2 separate regions of the Mus musculus genome follow, and region 1 is linked to region 2. A link is a contact called in public Hi-C data. All regions are on one chromosome and are shown on one strand. The core of a region is the stretch at or near the end of the contact, and the rest is flanking DNA. Distances in the headings are between cores, read along the strand shown.

Region 1 (6,866 bases), core at 2,252-4,751, 570 kb after region 2:
AGGGGTTATTATGGACGGCAGATTGTGTTGTATAGGAGATAAAGAAGGAAGACCTTAAATTCATCGGCTGTCCACCCACTGGAAATGGGCATTTCACTGGCAGTTATAATCTAGCATAGGTGACTAATGTGACCATTGTTCACAGATGAAGTTCCTCCCAGAGCCCTAGGAAGGCGTGACATCACTGATAACATTCTTCAGTAATCACCGATAATGGGTTCTTTGTTTTACATGGGTGAAGGTTGGGTCAGCGTTTCATAGGATGAGCCTCAGATGAGATAAGTGGCTTAGCTTTAGACACCATGCTTATAAAAACCAAGCACTATCAAATCCTGCTGTCATCCCCAGCAGGTTAGAAACTTCAGTGAGACTCGGGCAAATGCAGCCCAGAGACCAGGTGAGGGGCAGCTGACCCTGTCTGCAGTTTAGGTACAGCTACTCATCTACTATGAGGTGGGTGAAATCGACTGTACTTAGATTTTGTTTTAGTTTTCCTGTCTTTGTGAGATTAATGGAAACACAGAACAGCCTCGTTATGAGACACTATTCCTGAGGAGACATGTACCAACATCTATTCACCTCAGATAGGGAGCTGATGCAGACCAAAGGATGAATACCACCAAAGTCCAACTCAGAGAACCAATGAGTTTTATTGGTGTTCCTTACAGAAGTATGGGTGAGGGGTTACTTACAGAAGCAGAAATGACTCAAAGGACAGCTGCATCAGCAAAGATCACCCCTGCATGGATGACAGCTCACAACATCTGGGAACCTGGAACACTGTACACCTCCAGGGAGCTCAATAGGCTGGAGGCAGTTAACTGGTCTCTATTTCTTTAGGTCAGCTAACCTTGTTTTAAACTGACTCTCAGCAGTCTTCACTGCTTATATAGTCTTGTGTGGGAGGGCACTGGTGAACCTCATCAGTTTTGGGAACTTCCTGTAGCTATTTGAATTGTTTAAGTTTCCCTGCATTAAAGAGTTCTCCTGCAGCATGGAATGTTTCAGCATTGCTACACAACAGATCCAGGTCCCAGGATGCCATTTCATAGGGCATCTCTGTCTTACTTTGAGGCTTTCCTGAAAAAATTGACTCTGATATAAGCATGTTGATTCCTTCATTTTGAATTGGACTAAATAAAGAAAAGTATCTCAAGGAGCTCTGGTGTCCACCGTCAGGAATTCTGAGTTACTATTTTCTTTCTTTCTTTCTTTCTTTTTTTTTTTTTTTTTTTTTTTTTGGTTTTTCGAGACAGGGTTTCTCTGTATAGTCCTGGCTGTCCTGGAACTCACTTTGTAGACCAGGCTGGCCTCGAACTCAGAAATCTGCCTGCCCCTGCCTCCCGAGTGCTGGGATTAAAGGTGTGCGCCACCACGCCTGGCTCTGAGTTACTATTTTCAACAGTATCCCTCTACCTTTGTGGAAATATGAAATATCAACTAATATTTATAGGACGAGTTTTGGAAAATGCTCTGGCATACAGAAGTTTCTCTCAGGCCCAAAGCAGACCAGTGAGATTTAATCGCTTGAAGATAGAGCCCAAAATGGCCATATCTTTTGCCTATTGAGATAGCCACATACGAACAGTATTTTACAGGCTGGTACAAAACCATCAGTTTATTTTTATGCTATTATAAATTATTATTTATATACTGTTGGCTATTTCTGATGATCCTTCAGATTTCCATAGTATATAATACAATATCAAACATTTCTTGATTTATATTGCTCGCTTCTACTATGCTCCTAGATTGGATAGCAGGTCATGAGTGACCTCTATGTTAAAATGTTGCTTCTTCACTGAGCTACTATTTCACTGGTTTAATAATAGTTTTGAAAAACTGGAATAATAAGTAGACTTCTCTGAGCCCTGCCTCCATCACCCCCCCCCCCACACACACACACACATACACGTACAAGTAAAAAACAATAGCTAGGCATTGAGCAGATGGCTCAGGTGGCAAAGTGCTTGCTGTTAGGCACTACGACCTGTGTTTCATCCCCATCTCTGGAGTTGCTGGGACAGAAGGACCCCTGTGGCTGGTTAGCTAGCTAGCCTGTTTGAATTGTTAGGTTTCTGGTCTCAGTGAAGGACATTATTCTTGCTTTTAAAAAAGAACAGAAAAGTGCAAACCACCAACACCACCACCACCTCCGCTACCAGCAAAATCCAAGGTGGGTGACTACATCTGAACATCTGAAGTTAACTTCTCATCTTTGCAAGCACATGTACTCAAATGCACCTGCACACATGACAGCAGGTGACCCTTTCCCAAACACACACACACACACACACACACACACACACACACCCACCCACTAGAGGAGCCAATTTCTAGGGCTGTTTGATGGTTAACTTAGTTCACATATGTTTCACCAATAGCGCCTGGCAGGTGATTACACAATCATGTGTGAGCTGCTTGCTGCCACAGCTCTTCTATTATTTGATTCTCATCCAGTCCTATAAATGAGGGAGAACAGGCTATTCTCATTTTGTATTAAAGAAACAGATCTTAAAAATTCACAGACCCTGCCTGCTCAATGTCAGAGCTAACATCTTCTGGAAGAGTATCCTTAAGAGCTTTTGGCATTTCGGTGTGGGTCTTACTGCATCTCATTTTCCTCACTAAGGGCAATCCTAAAGTTCCTTGCAGCATGTTGTTGTTGTTGTTATTCTGTTCTCCCTTTGTCCCAAATTCCATGAGGACTTTCTGCTACCTCTCACAACTGGGAAACCACTGATGTATAGCATGTGAGACTCCCCCAGGAGAAAGTCCATTGGAGGCCAGACAGCTAACAGTCATCCATTCTTTGTGACATATTTCTGGAGTATATATTCACAGTATTGTTATCATCACAACTTGTTATTTATTGAGTGCCATCCCTTTGGGTGGAGCTGTGCAGAGCACACACCAGACAGGGCCTCCATCCAAGGAAATGGAATTCAGATGGTTGTGATTCATGAGATAATGATAAAGTCCCTCAGGTTGTGCAAGGCAGCTCTGCAGTGACATCAGCCTTGGATGTCTCAGTGCAAAGAGGCTTCCATATGAGAGGAAGGGGATTATGGTGTCTGGCATCAAAGGACCCAAGATGGTTCTAGGTATGAGGTGCATCATTAAGGGCAGTAAGAAAAAGAATGGGGAGGCAAAGGGTAGAGGGGAGAATGTGAGGGTCCCATCAGTCTTCAGGAAAGAGGATTGTGGAGAGAGCAAGTGATGCTGTCCAGAGCTGAGAACGGGTGGCTGTCTCCCAGCCCCATGTGCTATTTGTCCTGGGACAGACTGAGAGAACATGGCCTGCCTTGTTAAGGGAAGTGGTTCCACACGGCTGCTGAGTCTATGCTAGGAGTGGAAAGTTATATCACATCTGTACTGGTTTTTAATCTCTGTTTGGTTTTGTTTGTTCAAGTTAATGAAAATGATGTGCTATTGTTATGTAGCGGTGCCAGAAGAGAATTTCACCACAGACTTCAGAAATGTCTTTGGGTCCGTGCCCATTTCGTGTGGTTTCACTTTCCCCCATTTTCCTTCCTCCTGCCCTTTCACTCCTTCCCCCTGAAGCACTGCTCTCATGCAGACGGATTAATCGCATGTGAAGGAAGGCTATTTGAAGACAGTTCAGCCAAGTGGGCAAGCCAGCGTCCAGAGATACAGTGGCATAGCCAGGAGGGAAAGGTGGATGGACCTAGCTGCAGAACCATCTGATGGAGGCATAATTAACGGGTCTTCAAATTCATAGCTGGAGCTGAGGAATGACGATGAATACACCCCCATCTGGGAATAATTAACAGTAATTTATAAACTCCTCATGGAAAAGAACGATGTCTTCACCTTTCTTAGCCAGTCCCCTGGGCACCATAGAGGATGCTTCGAGTCTTTCAGTATTTATTAAGTACTAGGCACTCTGCTAAGGAACCCAAAAAAAAATAAAATTAAAAAAATAAAAGACACACACATAGAACTTAAATGTTTGGGGGAACGGATAAAACAAGGTAGAATGTGGTATCTGTATCAAATAAGATAAATCCAGAGATATGAAGCTACATTGGTAGAAGGCATACACCATTCAGCACTCACAGGAATTTGTTTAAACTAATACAAATGGGAGTTTATTGGTTCACTTGACTGCAAAGGAAAAGTTATTACTAGATAGATGCAGACTAAATAGTCTACCAGGAATTTGTCTCTATTATTTTGCGTCACTTCTACTTCCCTCTGCTTTAAATTATTCTTTTTATTTAAAAGTATATTTTTATTAATTCTTTGCACAGTTCATACAATGTGTTTTGGTCATATACAGCCTTCCTCTAAGATCTATTCTTACCCATCTACCTTCAGTCTCAACTTATGTCCTCATTATCTATTTGTTTGTCTGCCTAATAATGCATCAAGTCCAATGTATGGTATATATATATATATATATATATATATATATATATATATATATATATATATATATATATATATGTATATATATATATATATATATATATATATATATCAGTGGGAGCCCATCTACCCACCAAGAGCAATACCTTTAAAGAAAACTGACTTGCCCTCCCCACCAGAAGCCATCAACTGTCCACAGTTCCTCAGTCAGAAATGGAGACTGATGATCCCCCCACTATAAGCTAGCATTGGTGACTAAGGTGACCATTGTTGCCAGAGCCCTAGGAAGGCGTGACATCACTGATAACATTTCTCAGTAATCACCGATCATGGGTTCTTTGTTTTACATGGGTGAAGGTTGGGTCAGCGTTTCATAGGATGAGCCTCAGATGAGATAAGTGGCTTAGCTTTAGACACCGTGCTTATAAAAACCAAGCACTATCAAATCCTGCTGTCATCCCCAGCAGATTAGAAACTTCAGTGAGACTCAGGCAAATGCAGCCCAGAGACCAGGTGAGAGGCAGCTGACCCTGTCTGCAGTTTAGATACAGCTACTCATCTACTATGAGGTGGGTGAAATCGACTGTACTTAGATTTTGTTTTAGATTTCCTGTCTTTGTGAGATTAATGGAAACACAGAACAGCCTCGTTATGAGACACTATTCCTGGGGAGACATGTACCAACATCTATTCACCTCAGATAGGAAGCTGATGCAGACCAAAGGATGAATACCACCAAAGTTCAACTCAGAGAACCAATGAATTTTATTGGTGTTCCTTACAGAAGTATGCGTGAGGGGTTACTTACAGAAGCAGAAATGACTCAAAGACAGCTGCATCAGCAAAGCTCTCCCCTGCATGGGTGACAACTCACAAAACCTGAGAACCTGGAACACTGCACACCTCCAGGGAGCTCAATAGGCTGGAGGCAGTTAACTGGTTTCTATGTCTTTTGAGCAGCTAAACTTCTCTGAAACTGACCAACTCTCAGCAGTCTTCACTGCTTATATAGTCTTGTGTGGGAGGGCACTGGTGAACCTGATCAGTTTTGGGAACTTCCTGTAGCTATTTGAGTTGTTTAAGTTTCCCTGCATTAAAGAGCTCTCCTGAAGCATGGAATGTTTCAGCATTGCTACACAACAGATCCAGGTCCCAGGATGCCATTTCATAGGGCATCTCTGTCTTACTTTGAAGGCATCCTGAAAAAAAAAATGACTGTGAAACAAATAGGTTGATATCTTCACCCAAGCTTGAATATTGGCGGGCTTGGTCTTATGCAGCTTGTCTTCAGACAACTGCAGCTGCTGCGAGTTCATAAGTGGAGCAGCCATGCCATGTCTAGCAGACAATGTTTCTGTCTGGTTCTTCCCAACCTCTGGCTCTTACAAACTCTTAGATCCCTCTTCCAAAATATTCAGTTACCTCTGTGTGTGTTTGTGTGTGTGTGTGTGTGTTTGTGTCTGTGTGTGTTTCTATTTATGTTTTGGCAAAGATAACCATCTGTCCCTGCATGTTTATAGGCCACCACCCAGAGAACAGTATCCGTGAATTACAGCACATTTCCAGCAACACTCTGGGAGCTTCCTCTTGCTAGATCAATTTTGGAAAAAATAAAAATTAAAAAAAAGGCCAATTCTTGAAATAATTGTTTTTCTAGTCTAATTGGAGTGGACTGATTGGTGAGGCTTGGGCCATGGGCCAGTTGCCTGGAGCTCAGACAAATTTGGGTATACTCAAAACATAAGACTGAAAGTGTGGGCGAGGTGTTTTTCTAATGAACAAGAGAGTGCAGATGCTGGGTACAGAGAAGGAAGAAAGCTTTGAAGATACCTCAAACAGTTGGTAGGAATATCTGAATGGACATTCGTAAACTCAGAAGGATGCTGGGTTTCAGAGATGGAGATGCAGACTAAGAGTCAAGCATCTGTAACTACAGAAAACCTAACTGAAAGCAGAGGGTTGAGCCCTTAACTAAGCCACTAGCATAGCAGAGGATAAAGGAATACATTTAATGAATAGCTATCAGTTCCCAACACAATGAGGAATTCATTTATTAGGAAAATTCTTGGAGTTATTCATAATGGATGCAATAGCCCTGGTGATAATAAGGTTAGGAGACAGGCATTGAGGGATCCCTGTGTTCGTGTTCATGGTACAAAGGCAGTGGTTCAGAGAAAACATGCATGAACACAGGAGGGGCTGGGCCACTGTATGCCAGTCTGTTAACTCTGACACTTCATGCAGCAAGTGAAGACAGCAAGGAGACAAGAGGTAGATTATTGGCATTGTGTATTTAGTGTTATCCTTTGCCCCCAACACAATATAATGGTACAATTTTGTGATAAGCTATTTCCATAAGACACGGTGCTTAATACCATAAATGTTAAAATCTTGAAAAAAAACAGTTCCATTCCTAGAAAAGAGATGAAGGTAACTTTAGTTTCATATGAGGCAGAAAAACAAATGAACAAGCA
Region 2 (7,199 bases), core at 4,260-6,759:
ACACGAACTCCCCATAGGAAACATTGTTTTTCCTTTCTTTGTGCACCTACTCAGCAACTTGTGTTGACCTTGAGACTATTTTTCTCCCCGTGTAGGAGGCAACAGGTAAAGAATTAGAACAAGGTGTAGTAGAGGTGTTCAATGTCAACCCAGAATTCACATCCTTTGGTCATCCAAACAGAATCAAGCACCTGTCTGTATCTTTCCTTTCTGGAGCAAGCTCAGAACCTACAGTTTCTAGTCTTTTTAAATCTCTGAGGCTCTTCCCGGCTCACTAGCAAAAATAAATAACCTGCAAGTGTGGGCAGTGACCACGAGAGGGCACCAGCAGCTCGATGAAATTTACCAGGTAAGGGCAAATCCTTCCAAGACTGTTAGCTGTGTTCTTCAATAAAAATAAGGTTACCGGCAAAGATTCTCCCCTGAGTTTTAAAAAACAGGAATATTCTAAGAGACATGGGGAACGTAAGAAGGGAGAAACTACAGTTCATAAGGTGACGGATGTTCACTGCAAATGTTCCAAGAAACTTAAAACTATTTCTTCTCGAAGAAAGAATTGTATTCAATGTTAGAATTCTCAGATCTTGCCAATTTCTAATGAAATATGTCAGGAGCTAAAAAGAGAAGACAAAGAAAGCTATCAAAATGTTTGTTTTAAATAACTGCTTGTAACTCCAGTTCCAAGACACCCATTGACCTTGGCTTCCTTGGACACCTGCGCTTACAAACACACACACACACACACACACACACACACACACACACACAAACACACAGAATAAAATAAATTGATTTTTAAATAACCAGAGCATCAAAACTATCTGGTTATATTAGATAGAAACATTGGATTGCCTATTCTGTAACCAAATTATTGGTAATAGTGTTGCAAACAGGCTGTTTCCGAATGACTAAAGTCAGTTCAGAACTCAGACAATCTCACTGAGTCAGTCTGAAGTCTGCAGCATGGCCGTTTCCTGTAGTTATAAGACACTAGAAATCCTAAAGAGATCTATGTAAACTAGACCTAAATGACTATTATGGTGGTTAATATTGGTTGGCAACCCGAAAGATCTAGACTCACATCTGAGCCAACCTCTGGACACATCTGTGAGGAGGGGTTTTCTAAACTGGCTTTACAGGGGTAGGAAGAGCCACCCTAAATGCGCTGGGTACCATTCTCCGGGCTAGGGTCCCAGACTGGCTGAGAGGGACAAAAGGAGCTGAGGGGTAGATTTCACTTCGCTCTGATTCCTGACAGCGGACACAATGGACCAGACCTCTACCTGGCTCATCCTCACAGCCTATATCCAGGATGACTGGAATATTATAGATACCAAAATGACCAAACTTTCTAAGTGCCAGTTTTCTCATGAAGTAATTTTCAATGTATATGCACTTAAACTTTTTTGTTTGTTTGTTTGTTTGTTTGTTTTTTGAGACAGGGTTTCTCTGTGCAGCCCTGGCTGTCCTGGAACTCACTTTGTAGACCAGGCTGGCCTTGAACTCAGAAATCCACCTGCCTCTGCCTCCCAAGTGCTGGGATTAAAGGCGTGTGTCACCACTGCCCAGCTGCACTTAAACGTTTGTACAAACTTTCCTTAAACTATGAAGCATGGTCTTCCTCAGTCCATCTATTGCCTCTCTGTCTCTCTGTCTCTCTCCCTCTGTCTCTGTATCTCTGTCTGTCTCTGTCTCTGTCTCTCTTCCCCCACTTCCAGCTCGTTGCGTTCCCACATCCACATTTCTCTACTAGTAGCTGGAGAAGCTTATTGAACAACCAAAAAACTCTTCGCAGCATCTCTGATTTTTTCCCTCTGTGTGAGTGTGTGTGCTTGTGGACACTCATGTGTGTGCATGTACAGGTCCATTCACGTGGAGTCCAGAGGTTGACACTGGGTGTCTCCTATTTCTGAGGCTATGTCTCTGACTGAACCTGAAGCTCCCCATGAGTTCTGGGGGGAGGGGGACGTCCTCCTGTCCCTGGCTTCCCCATGCTGGAATTATGGGGACATGCTACCACTCGGGCTTGCTGGTTTCTTGTTGGTTTTTCGAGACAGAGTTTCTCTGGGTAGCCCTGGTGGTCCTGGAACTCACTCTGTAGACCAGGCTGGCCTTGAACTCACACATCTGCCTACCTCTGCCTCCTGAGTGCCCGACCCGCTCCGGGAGGAGGAGGTGAGAACCGGAGATGTCAGGGACGAAAGCGAGGGAAAGGCGAAGGCAGTGTGGTCCATCGCAGCAGGTATGGATGCTATAGGAGGGGAACCATGAAGCAAGGTGTGTGGATAGCCCCTCGGAGCCAGAAAAATGATGTTTCTGTGGGTTTCCCAGAATGGCATGCAGTCTTCCTATACTGCAGCTTCAGCCACTGTAAAACAGACAATCTGTGCCTTAGGCCATGAAGAGAAAGTCATTCATTAGAGCTGTAGAAATGGACCAAGGTAAGAGGTATGTCTGCTTGCACATCCTAAACAGCACCAAGAGGTGGATTCTTCCTTATTCTTGATAACTAGCATCTACGATAGTACCTTCTGCATACTGTAGGCATCAAAAATAGCTCGTTAAACCAATAAATAATTGAGAGCCATTTACTGATAATGGCCGTATTATTTGTTGTTGTTTTTTCAGACAAATACGCTCCCAAAGACACAGAGTTTTATGTGCTATGTTATTTATTGTAGCTGAATGAAAACGAAATTAAGCTCAGCTAAAAACTACACCATCCTTCTCTTCTCCAGTGGAGCCCCTCGGGATGCTCTGTGTTCGGGAGTCAGGGGAGGAAACGAGCTAACTTGCCTTCTTTATGGCCTTATAAAACTATCCCCAGTGTGGTTTCCATTAGGAGAGCATCATTCAACGCCGGGCCTGACAGCATCAGGACAGTCTTACTGCCTTCACACTCCTGAAGGAGGCGTTCCTCGCCTGTTTTCAGACGCTGCTCCCCAAGGTCAAGAGTATCAGAGACTGCGACCCCGAATCAACCTGATAAAAGAATCCGGGAGCTGTTGATTTTACACATGAAGGGTAATGACTAACCCTGGGCATTAGCTCCCACCCCCATTTCCACCCCTAGCTCCCACCCCTACCCCTGCCCCCAACTACAAACACTAAAAAACAACCCAGCCTCTGAAGGGGCTTCAGATCAAGTTCAATCAAGGCAAACTTTCCGTCCATTACAGATAGTTGTGAGCCACCATGTGGTTGCTGGGAATTGAACTCAGGACCTCTGGAAGAGCGGTTGGTCCTCTTAACGGCTGAGCCATCTCCCCAACCCATACGGACAATTTTGTTTTTGTTTTTGTTTTTGTTTTTTTTTGTTTGTTTGTTTTTTGAGACAGGGTTTCTCTGTGTAGCCCTGGCTGTCCTGGAACTCACTCTGTAGACCAGGCTGGCCTCGAACTCAGAAATCCACCTGCCTCTGCCTCCCAAGTGCTGAGATTATGGCCCACCACCACCACCTGGCTTTAACAGTATTGATTTAAAGAAATAAAAGAATATTCTGGGGACAGTAATATGGCTCAGTAGGTGAAGGTACTTGCCACCAAGCCTAATGACCTGAGTTCCCCAGGACTCACATAGCAGAAGGAGAGAACGATTTCTGACCCCACTGGGATACAGACACACAGACCTAAAAGTCAATGAAAAGTCTCGTTAAAAGATCAGAACCAGGAAACTGGAGAGATGGCTCAGGACGTAAAAGCACAAGCTTCGACAGCCTGATGCCCTGAACTCAGTTCCTGGAACCCACTGTGGAAAGAGAGCTAATTCTGGAAAGTCAAACTGCAGTGTGTGACTCTCTCTTCTCCCTCTCCCACCTCACAACTCCTCACACACACACACACACACACACACACACACACACACACACACACACACACGAGTAATAAAAACTGAAGTAAGTTTAGGGCTGGGGAGATGGCTCAGAGGTCGAGCATTTGCCGTTCTTGCAGAGGAACTGGGTTTCCAGCACTCACATGGTGCCTCACCACCACTTGAAACACTAGCTCTAGGGGATCTGACACTTTCTTCTAACACCTGCAGGCGCCAGGCACCCACACATGTACACACAAATCAAACAAACAAACAAACAAACAAACAAACAAAAAGACCCTCAAAACAAAACAAAACAAAACAAAAAACCATGTACACACACAAAAATAAAATAACCTAACATATACACACATTTAGGAAAACAAAACAAAACAAAACAAAACAAACGGATGGTAAAGCAATAGGACAGAGAAGCCAAGAGATCAACATGTTTAATAGTCAGCGGTGGGAAGCACTGTCGACAGCACCAGAAATAACTAAAAGCCTCCCCAGACCCCCAGCCACCTCTCAAGCACCCCCTAGCTACCCCGGCAGCCCCCCAATTCCTCCTAGCCAGCCCCCACAGCCCCTCCCCCTCCCAGGCTGATAAACCTCAGAAGCACTATGGCCCATCGTGCTTCCAGACACCGCTGGCTTACTTTTCTTCATTCATTGTGACAGAAGCACAGTGCTGGGGCGGTCTGTGGGAACTGGGAGATGTTGGTCCCATCCTTAACTGCGCCATTCCTTTCAGGACAGCAAAATATCCTGCCCTTCCTCCTAAACTCTCCGAGATACCCAGAATAGCGGGCGTGCTATTTCCTGGTATTGGCTTATATCTGTCCTTAGATTTTTTTTTTTTTTCGAGACATGGTTTCTCTGTATAGCCCTGGCTGTCCTGGAACTCACTTTGTAGACCAGGCTGGCCTCGAACTCAAAAATCCCCCTGCCTCTGTCTCCCAAGTGCTGGGATTAAAGGCGTGTGCCACCACGCCCGGCTCCTGTCCTTAGATCTTAAGCATCCCTTTCGGTGCAGGCTCACATTGTACCTCTGTTTCCCTCCTAGATGCGCAGGTACCACTTGAGAATCTCTTTTTCTTCGTCTATGCGGGACGTTCCACTTGAATGGCCCCTTCTTGAGCTCTCTACCCTGGTGAGGGAGTTGCCCGTGTACATTCCCAACAAAGAGGACCGTTCCTCTGCTCTACACTTCACTCTTGTTGCTCCACCTGTGTAAGCAGAAGACACAAACCTGTAGAAGTCATGGGTGTGTTAACTATGGTCCACTTACCACTCTTTCTTCCCCATCAAATATCTCCAGGACTCCTGTCCCTGATGTCTCCACCCTGCGATAATCCCGCCTTCCTGCTTCACACAGGTACCAGGGTACTGTCAGATTACATCCTGTTCTTTGTACCACTTTTATGAAGCAGAGTCACTAATAACTAATCCAAAGCGGGGCTCCCACTGGCTAGGGATAACCAAGATCATAGCTACGTAACCCCTTCAAACAGCGCTCAGAAACCCTCTGAGTACCGCACCCTTGGCTGTGCTTTTATCAATGACCTTAGTCTGGTGAGAGAACACATCAACGTGGCAAGTTAGAAGAAACAGATTCACTGCTCACACCATAGGCAGCTGCAGACGAAAGCATAGGAAATACTGTAAAATGGTTTCCTGTGGCCCAGAAAAGCTGCCCTGGGGCGAGCAGAGTCTCACTTCTGTGTGTCCCAGCTGGGCTGCCACTGGAGAACCCTGAAAGGAAGCCAGCTCTGCGGTCCACATTTCTGACTCACTGAGGAACATTTTTGAGGGACATCATGTTTTCTGAGGAAGGAGGAACAAAAAACAGTCTGTTCTGGAAAGTTCTTCTGAAGCCACAACAGTGATCAACGGCTTTGTCATTTTGGCCAATCCCCACATTAAGCTGAGGATTGTTTTTTATGTTTCTAGCAATTTGTCTTTATAGAACTTTGGGTTTTAATAACATTTTAATCAAAGATCTTCAAGTTATTCTTATTGAGGAAGGGTTATTTTGTTTATAATTTTTCTTCCTGCTCTTACTATACGGATTATCTTCAATTATTGGAATCTTTTTCTTCTTCTTCTTCCTCCTCCTCCTCTTTCTCGTCTTAAATTAGGATTCAGGTTTGTCTTTTTGAAGGTCCTGGAGAGTGCAATAAGTTTTTGGTTTTGTTTTGCTTTTTGTTTTGCTTTTTATTTTGTTTTGTTTTAGTTTTGTTTTGCTTTTTTTTTTTTTTTTTTTTTTTTTTTTTTTTTTTTTTTTTTTTTTTTTTTGTCAATGTTCTGGTTGTTGCATCCCTCTAATGGTACAAGCAGAGGGTTTGCACTGAAGCGTCTGAGGAGGATGGCCTTGGAGCCTGATCCCCAGAGTTCAAACTCCAGCTCTTCTGTTCAATAGTGAGGTGAGGGCTGGTGAGATGGCTCAGGGGGGGTAAGAGCACTGACTGCTCTTCCAAAGATACTGAGTTCAAATCCCAGCAACCACATGGTGGCTCACAACCACCCATAATGAGATCTGATGCCCTCTTCTGGTGCATTTGAAGACAGCTACAGTGAACTTATAATAATAAATAAATCTTTGGGCCGGAGCAAGTGGGGTTGGCCAGAGCAAGCAGAGGTCCTAAATTCAATTCCCAACAATCACATGAAGGCTCACAACCATCTGTACAACTACAGTGTGTACTCATATACATAAAATAAATAAATCTTTAAAAAAAATAGTGATGTGAGCCTTGAGCAAACCAAAGTCCCATATCAGTTTCCTTCCCAAGGATCATTGTAGGTTATATAGTAATTACATATAGAAAACACTTCCTAGGAATTGTATTTGCTTCTTAAAATTCCCTCTTAAAAATGGAAGTCTAGGACTGGTGAGATGCCTCAGGGGAGTAAGAGCACTGACTGCTCTTCTGAAGGTCCTGAGCTCAAATCCCAGCAACCACATGGTGGCTCACAATCACCCGTAATGAGATCTGACGCCCTCTTCTGGTGCATCTGAAGGCAGCAACAGTGTACTTATTTATAATAATAAATATATCTTTGGGCCGGATCAAGCAGGGACTGAGGGACCGGGGTTGACTGGAGCGAGCAGGGCCCACTGGAGTGAGCAGAGGTCCTAAATTCAATTCCTAACAACCACATGAAGGCTCAGAACCATCCTTACAACTACAGTGTACTTACTCATATACATAAAATAAACAGATAAATCTTTTTCTAAAAAATGGAAGTCTATGTAGTGGATTGATACCTGTTACAACCTGAGTTTAGCTTGCCTCTAACTCCACCACAGCTGCCCGTCTGAATCTCTCTACACACACTCACACACACACACACACACACACACACACACACACATTCTATTCCAC

Evidence for each region. A called contact is a pair of places that touch in the nucleus more often than the background predicts.
Region 1: a Hi-C map of uterus shows a contact between it and region 2, with 4 times the contacts expected there. The contact joins two enhancer-like sites. A contact is called at or near these places in 6 of 39 promoter capture datasets (the 3T3-L1 cell line, the C10 cell line, embryonic stem cells and 2 more) and 1 of 484 Hi-C or Micro-C datasets (uterus).

The regions. Positions count from the first base shown.
Region 1 is chr10:115,894,025-115,900,890 of GRCm38.p6, forward strand. No RefSeq gene overlaps it. Among named protein-coding and RNA genes, the nearest start is that of 4930422I22Rik, 28 kb to the left of the region's middle. Within about 2 kb of position 3,502, at least 28 of the 459 cell types and tissues checked have an H3K27ac peak or open chromatin away from gene starts, as enhancers often do. A contact at or near this core is called in uterus, where this site is marked.
Region 2 is chr10:115,323,177-115,330,375 of GRCm38.p6, forward strand. No RefSeq gene overlaps it. Among named protein-coding and RNA genes, the nearest start is that of Rab21, 11 kb to the left of the region's middle. Within about 2 kb of position 5,510, at least 114 of the 459 cell types and tissues checked have an H3K27ac peak or open chromatin away from gene starts, as enhancers often do. A contact at or near this core is called in uterus, where this site is marked.